Linked DNA regions of Drosophila melanogaster: region 1 is linked to region 2. The links are chromatin contacts, called in public HiChIP or PLAC-seq maps. All regions are on one chromosome and are shown on one strand. Each heading gives the region's core, a stretch centred on a gene start, on an enhancer-like site or on the middle of the called end of the contact. The rest is flanking DNA. Distances are from core to core; before and after follow the strand shown.

Region 1 (3,794 bases), core at 300-2,799, 230 kb after region 2:
AAGGTGTGGTCTTTGAAGTGAAGTTCAAATTGCAAACCAAAAGATTGCAAAAGCCCAGCGAATGCACGGCCAATTGAATCATCGCCAAGTCTTCAATGCAAAACTTAGTTTTTCAGTTCATTTAAATGCTAAGCATGCGATGCTCGCTTTGGAAAACTTTAAGCGACAAAACCGCAGCCAGCCGACCGAACTTTATCTAGACCATTAAGTTTTACAAAGGAAAATATGTCAGCTAAGTGCTGTTTTTCGAAAGAGAGTAGGGGTTTTTGGGGGCTCGAGAACGGGCAACTTCTAACATCAAACCGACGAACCGCGAGATGATGACTCAGCCAGAGTCAACAAGCGAACTTAGCAGCAATAAAACACGGCCTCAAAAGACACTTACAGCTCAAACAGGCCGGGTTGCCACAGACAGCTTAAATATGTATCTATATCGCTCATATGCTCTTCAATATTTGTTACACTGAGCTACAGGGAAGCGAGTTTTGGGCAGAAAAAAAAAATGTGCCGAAACAAAATAATGTGGTAAACCTTTTTTCTTCACTTTTTCACTTTTACCAACAAATTAAAACATAAAAACAGTGGGTTTCTTAATCGGTCTGCATGGAATGAAAATATAATTTAAAATTGAGGTATTCCTTGCTGTGAAGTGTAAACAAATGGTGTCTTCGAGGCTGGAATGAATCTTCTAGTAGTTCTAATTTGCCCGGGTCATGCGTCGAGGTTAATGAGTCATATCATCATTATTATCTCGACACTGAGGCAACCAAGAAAAGTTAAAAAGTAGAAATAGAGGGACATCATCATCATCACAATTAAGCGGGGCCACACATTAAAATATAATTTCAGAGACAAGGCTGACAAAGCGCTTTTGTTTTGTAACTTAGATGCAATTAAATGTAAATAAATTCACAATTTAGTCGTATGTTTTTTTCGAATGTTTTTCGGGGTTTTTCGCCTCCGTTTGTCTGCTTATTTTTTCTTTTTTGCCCCTCGTTTAGTTGGGTTTGTTGTCGGTTTGGTGACCCGATTTCCGCAATTTAATGACTTTTGTTTGACCAGCGGATAATTGCTGGGAACAAAAAAAGTGCCCAAGAACAAGAGGAATTGCGGAACTTTCTTTTTTCCTCATTTACTTTTTGCCAGGCCTCACTTAATTCTCTTTCAGTTTCGTGCGTCTTTTGTTTGTCTTAGTTTTTCCTCTCATCTGATTGTCTTTCCCTGCCACTGTCTTTTCCTTCATCTACAATATATATATAACTATGGTATATACCCATTTTTGGTCAATTTTCTGAGGCTCCTAACGAGCTGTTGATAATACTAAGCAAAGGCGCACATTTATTGACTTTTTGTGGCATTTGTGGATTTTAGATTTGTGGCATTAGATCTTTCTATCTCGCTTTAGCCGCGTGTATTTGTCTTTGTTTGACCCGCTACGGAAATGAGCCGTGCCTGTTTTTTTCTAGGGTTCAAGGTTCAAGGTTGTCCTCCCACTCCTCCCTAATTTTTTTTTTTCCGTTGCCATTGATATCTTTGTTACACACCCGAGCTCGCACACACATTGAAGGATAAGACAGCCATAGAAGCCATTTGCTAGAAAGGGACGGGCCGCAGTAAAAGAGATGGGTGGGCGACAAAAGACGACGAGAAGAGGGGAGAGGAAAACTAAGAGTTTGGCTGCAATTTGGTTGGAGAGACATTAAGAAGCGGAAGTTGATAAGAAAGGCAAGCAAAATGTTATTTATAGATAACCAAAGCTATTCGATGGAAATATGTACATACACAAAGAATGGGAAATCTGGGATAGGTAATCGGAAAGAAATCAAAGGGTTGGCTCAAGTGGATAGGAAAGTGTTTAATTTTCGTGTAATTCGTGGTACCTAGATATAAAGCATTATTATTTTAGACATTGACTGTGCAAGTCGACCTCAACTCAACGTCGCCGCCCTTTACATTTCACAATTTGTATCCCCAGATATCTTAGTTAAAAGCTAGGAGCCATTCCTGGAAACACACTTTAAAGTTCATATTTTCATGGTTTATTATTATTGTTTTCAACTCGAGCTGATTCATCCAACCGAAGTGCAGTGCTTAGGACTTAAGACCCAAGAAATACGCTCTGGCGGAGAAAAAATAAAACAACTCAACCCAAAGACCTTAATCCGAAGAACATTAGGCATACATAAGCTCACAGGCAGACAGACAGAAAAAATGTTGTATGCCTGAATTATAATTCAATTTATGACCCCGTCCAAATGGCTTAAACTACTTCCCAAATCCTTTATCAGCGGCCACTTCGATATGCAAGACCTGAGCTGAATGCATTATCCTCCGAAAGCGATTTCCCGCCCGAAACCCTCGTCAAAAACCTGATAGATTTCAGTCAGTGGTAAAAAGACCAAGGGAATCCCGCCGGAAGCACCTACCCAAGCCAAACAACCTCCATATCCCGCTCCCTCATTAGCATACAAATGTGTCAGAACAAACAACCAAATAACCGAAAGGAACTGAAATATTTAAAGTCCGAAAGAAACGAAAAGAGCCGTCCGAAGAAATACAAATTGGGAGTGGGCAGCGTGATTTCTTGACTAATTTTTATGACACTTTTCACTTTATGAGGTGGCCCGGCTAATTCCAAGGCCTTTTTCTTTTTATCCCCTACTTTATTTACCTTCGGCTCTTATTGAACGAAGGAACGACGAATAAACCATATGCATGTACCCCAGGGCAGTAAAGATTTTTATCGCTCGAGGATGTGCCATAAAATTCCCTAGCTCTCGAGACTATTAAAAACAATAAATGTCAAAACGAAACGGATTTTCCAGTATGCGTGAGTTACCACCCCACCCCCTAAACCCCCACGCCTCTAAACAAATCATCGGACACTCAACCGGGAAGACGGCAACTGGAACACCGCATCCGGCCGAATGCTGACATTACTCAAAAGTCGCACTGCAACATTGTCCCCAGCTAGCCAGCCACATGCCGAGTCGGCATGTTCATTATGCTTACAATTAAGAACCTATGTACTTATGTATAAGATGAAAACGGAGGATTCGAGTAGCCACTTTCTGACAATAAACTACACACTGATTTTGAACTTCAAGAAAGTCAGTCGTATTCTTTATTGGAAATCTTCACACTACAACTATCTGCTGAAACTTAAAAACCTTCATACATTTACACATCATATCTTCACAAAAGGCTCCACCCTCGATCACGGACTTAACTGGCGCAGCCGGTAGGATGTCCTACCTATTAATAATTACCTACCTGTAAGTAAACATGTAAGAAACGAAACAAACTATATGCAAGATGTCGACTGAAAGTGACTAGGAACAAATTTTTATAAAACAAAATTGAAGTTGTGAAGTACCAAATGAAACTCAAACATATATTCAAACACAGGGAAAAAAAAAGAGAGAGGAAAAATGTAAAATAAATAAATATACAAAAAAAATGCAAGTGTACCGTACTGCCGCGCTGACGTGGAATCTATCGCTGATCATCACGCCATCGGTATGTCCATACTCTGCCGAACGTCATAATTTTTATAAAAAAGTGCAAGTGTACCGTACTGCCGCGCTGACGTGGAATCTATCGCTGATCATCACGCCATCGGTATGTCCATACTCTGCCAAACGTCATAAGTTTTTATAAAAAAAAAAAGAGTGCAAGTGTACCGTACTGCCGCGCTGACGTGGAATCTATCGCTGATCATCACGTCATCGGCACTTACATACGCTGGCCAACGCATCGCCAAAGCCTCTATATACACTTATATATGTGAGCAT
Region 2 (3,518 bases), core at 215-2,714:
TGAAAAGATACCCCAATCTGGATTCATTTTTTTACCATATCAATTGAATTATTTTATTGACAACAGACAATTTTTCAGTTTAGATATCAATCAGTGCCGCACAGCTATAGTTTCTCCTCTATAAACCTTCTTCGCATCAGCATCATGTTTTTTATGCAAATTGGCTTTACTTTCGGTCTGATTGGTTCCATTCGATCTCTTTCGTTTCGCGCAGTTTGTTCCGTTTCCGCAACTGATTGATTTGTTGTTGTTGCAGTTGGGGTCTTAATGGAGTTATCAAATAATACAAAATTCAATTGAAGTTTTTTACGAGTGCGGCTAGGCAAATGATTTTGCTTGGTCATGGAAGATATCAAAGTGAAAAAAGAGTGAAAGGCTTGGAATGCTCTTTAGTGCTTAGCGCTTTTAATTGTGTTTAGCTTTTTTAAGCCGGTTGGAAAACGCAGATTTTTATTCGTTAAGTGCTGCAATTTCTTCATCGCCTGGCGGCTTATATAAATTATTTAAACTCTTTTTGTATGCTTCCAAATGATTATTACTGTCTGCGAGCGCGTGAAATGGTTTTGTTTTTCTGCTTTGATTGGCTAATTTGATGTTTGTTGCTTGGGCCACGTTTGTTGCCGGTTTACGGCGTCTCAAGGCCATTTTGTCGTAGTGCCCATTTACATGCATTAGGATTTAAAGTCATACATATGTGCCTTGTAAAGACGGAATATGTACATACGGAATGAAATCACCAGGCGTGACACACGGGCTATTTAAAGAGTCATATTCAGATATTTGGGTGACTGTTTATGGCTTATTAAATATATAATTATTACGAAAAGAAGTCAATTTATCAATTTCTTAATAGTAACTAGCCCATTATACTTATAAATCAATAGAAGTGTGTGAAATTCAGATCGAAAGTTCAAATTTTGAAAAATCTTTCTTCATTTAAATATCGGCAAAAATGTAAATTTTCAAAGAATATTTCAACACATAAATTTTCATTGTGCTCCATTAACAATTTCATGTTTGTGTTCCGTATTTAGAATCCACAAAATACACAGAATAAACTGGCAAAATTCGTAAATGAAAGCATAAAAACTAACGGTATTTACATGGAACAGCTAAAAGTTTTACTCTTAGCCATTCAAGTTCTTTGGAGGTTTCCATTTAAGGCATGCAGAACAAATATGTTATGTTTTTATGATTTGCCGAGTTCCATAGATAATAAGAACCTCTTATCTAAACTGACGTCTGAGTTTAATGCTCATACATGGCCAAATATTTGCCCAAATCGCATATCCCCCTGAAAAGCTTGAGATTATTCAGCTACGCCAACTAGTAACAAATTTCCATAAAGCTTCGAAAGAACAATCATAAAAATGTTTATTAAATTTATTTCACTCGCTTATTGTAGTTGTCCAAGCTATTATTATTCCGTCTGATAAGCGTTTTGCACCCGCATGGCTATGGGCATGGGTTCAGAGTTTTTAGCTTGATTGGCTCGATGCGGGATTTCGATTACGAAATTCTTTTAATGGACTCGCTCAGCGCCCCTTGAACGATACCCTGTACACTCCGCTTTGCGGGGTGTGTCAGGTATGTTAATCAATTGGGATATATACATATTACGTTTTTTCAATTTTATTAAATGTATTACAAGACTTCCATGACATATATTATATTATAAGTAAATGTCCGAATGACTTGCGTATTAAACCATTTTTCCAACTTATGGTTTTTGAGCACACTTGGTATGCTATAGTCGAACCATTTATGACTCTTCCTAGTTGCTCGAAGCATAAACGTTCCGACTTGCGGGAAAACAAATTTTCTGTTTATTGTTCAAAAATTGTATCTGTGGTGTGGGGTCGGTCGAATGGCTTGTGTTATTGTTTATGCGGAATGTTGAATTCGGAATGCCACATGTGTGGGGCTGCTGAGTTGCTCTGTTTATAAAGCAAAGCGCTGTTTAGATTTAGAAATGCATTTAATGCCCGGGGACGCCGATTTCTCGGAATCTTTCGCGGCTTGGGGCCAAACTGAGTTCCAGGGAAAGGTCAGTTTTTCAGGGTGTTAGGGCGCTTTTTTTTATATAGTTTTGACCCCGAATTCCCAGTAAACGTTTTAAGTCCCGTTGCCTTTATTTTCGAGGCTTTCCCATTGCGCAACGAATGGCAACTGTTTTCGGTTTGTACATTTCGACTGGGCTTTGACACCGGTTTCTTTTATTTTGTTATTTATGCCCACTTGTCAAGCCGCTTAGCCAAAAAACCAAAAATTAAAAGAGAAAAAATGCAAGAAATTAAACTGAAAATTGTTATTAAAAGCGCGTACAAGACGACAAACGATGTCGACGCGGAAAATTAGTTGCCGAGCGACTGAATGAATGAATGACTGAATGAGTGACTGGAGTGGACAGTTTAGTGAGGGGCGGTGAGGGGGCGGGGCAGGTGAAAGCCGGTAAGCCATTTCGCAGCTGGGGAATTGACTGACTTACATTGCCGAATGCCTGTGGCCACTTGGACGATTTCCTGTGGTTGCATCTCCCGCTGGGTTGACTGACCACAAAAGCAGAAATATAAAACGAGAAGGCGGCGCGAGGGGGGCGTGGCAGATTAGCTAATTTCATGACTCACCTGCCGAATAATTAGCGATGGGCGTGAGGCTCAAACGGCCGACTAAACGTGGCCAATAAATTCTGACACGCTATTAAAATTAAAGAAAAAATATGTTTCAACGAGGAACAGGGGGTTTTGACCAGCGAACGAGTGACTGACTGGGTGGCCTCAAAGGAAATTGGGGGTGGCACCGGCGGTTGGTTAATAGAAATTGCCTTGCGTGCTATTTGTTGCCAAACAAACACAAGCGAATGTGCCAAACACAAATAAATAGTAAATATATAAATGTCTATGACTAACACGCGCCTTAAACGATCCCACGACTATGAGGCTTATTGCTGAAAAATAGGGCCTTTTGAGCGAATAGGTCTGATGACAAAGCTAATAGGAAAGGCAGATTGAGAAAGTATTATTGTATTGTAAGTAATCAAACTTCCTCAAAAGAGGCAATTGCTCTAAACTAAAGTGATTACTTTTTGATTATAGAAATATTTTCCGCTTCTTTTAGCAACTATCTTAAGGCTAAATTTCCAATAACATGAACATATAAATGTATACATAGTTGTTCTACAAGTTGTCATTCTTCGGATTGCGATAAAAGTGTTCAACTATTTTCCTACAGCGCAAGGCTGAAACTTTTTCCAAAAACGACCGATCATACACAAATTTGCTTTTAGTCAAAACACAAGTTTCACTTGCGCTGGTTTATTTATTGAACTGTTTTGGCCTGTTTCTATTTCTGTTGTTTCTGGCCTGGTTGTCTAAATATTTACAGCAGGCAAACACACCCACTTTGTGGTAAGCAAATAGATAGAACCAAACCCAATTTTTTTTTTTTTTTTGGCCAACAACATATGGAAGCCTTTGTGGAAATTAGCAAACTCTTAACCCCTGACTACACGCACAGCT

The links. HiChIP or PLAC-seq counts read pairs in DNA pulled down with a chosen protein or histone mark.
Region 1: a Psq HiChIP or PLAC-seq map of the Kc167 cell line shows a contact between it and region 2, with 3 times the contacts expected there. The contact joins two enhancer-like sites. A contact is called at or near these places in 1 of 107 Hi-C or Micro-C datasets (the OSC cell line) and 1 of 6 datasets of contacts at active chromatin or transcription factors (the Kc167 cell line).

Annotation. Positions count from the first base shown.
Region 1 is chr2L:21,038,357-21,042,150 of dm6, forward strand. The region is part of intron 2 of CG42238; the gene reads right to left. Among named protein-coding and RNA genes, the nearest start is that of snoRNA:Me28S-C2789, 5.5 kb to the left of the region's middle. Within about 2 kb of position 1,550, at least 13 of the 39 cell types and tissues checked have an H3K27ac peak or open chromatin away from gene starts, as enhancers often do. A contact at or near this core is called in the Kc167 cell line and the OSC cell line, where this site is marked.
Region 2 is chr2L:20,804,422-20,807,939 of dm6, forward strand. All of the region lies in intron 1 of CG9328, which reads left to right. Among named protein-coding and RNA genes, the nearest start is that of CG9328, 8.5 kb to the left of the region's middle. Within about 2 kb of position 1,465, at least 18 of the 39 cell types and tissues checked have an H3K27ac peak or open chromatin away from gene starts, as enhancers often do. A contact at or near this core is called in the Kc167 cell line and the OSC cell line, where this site is marked.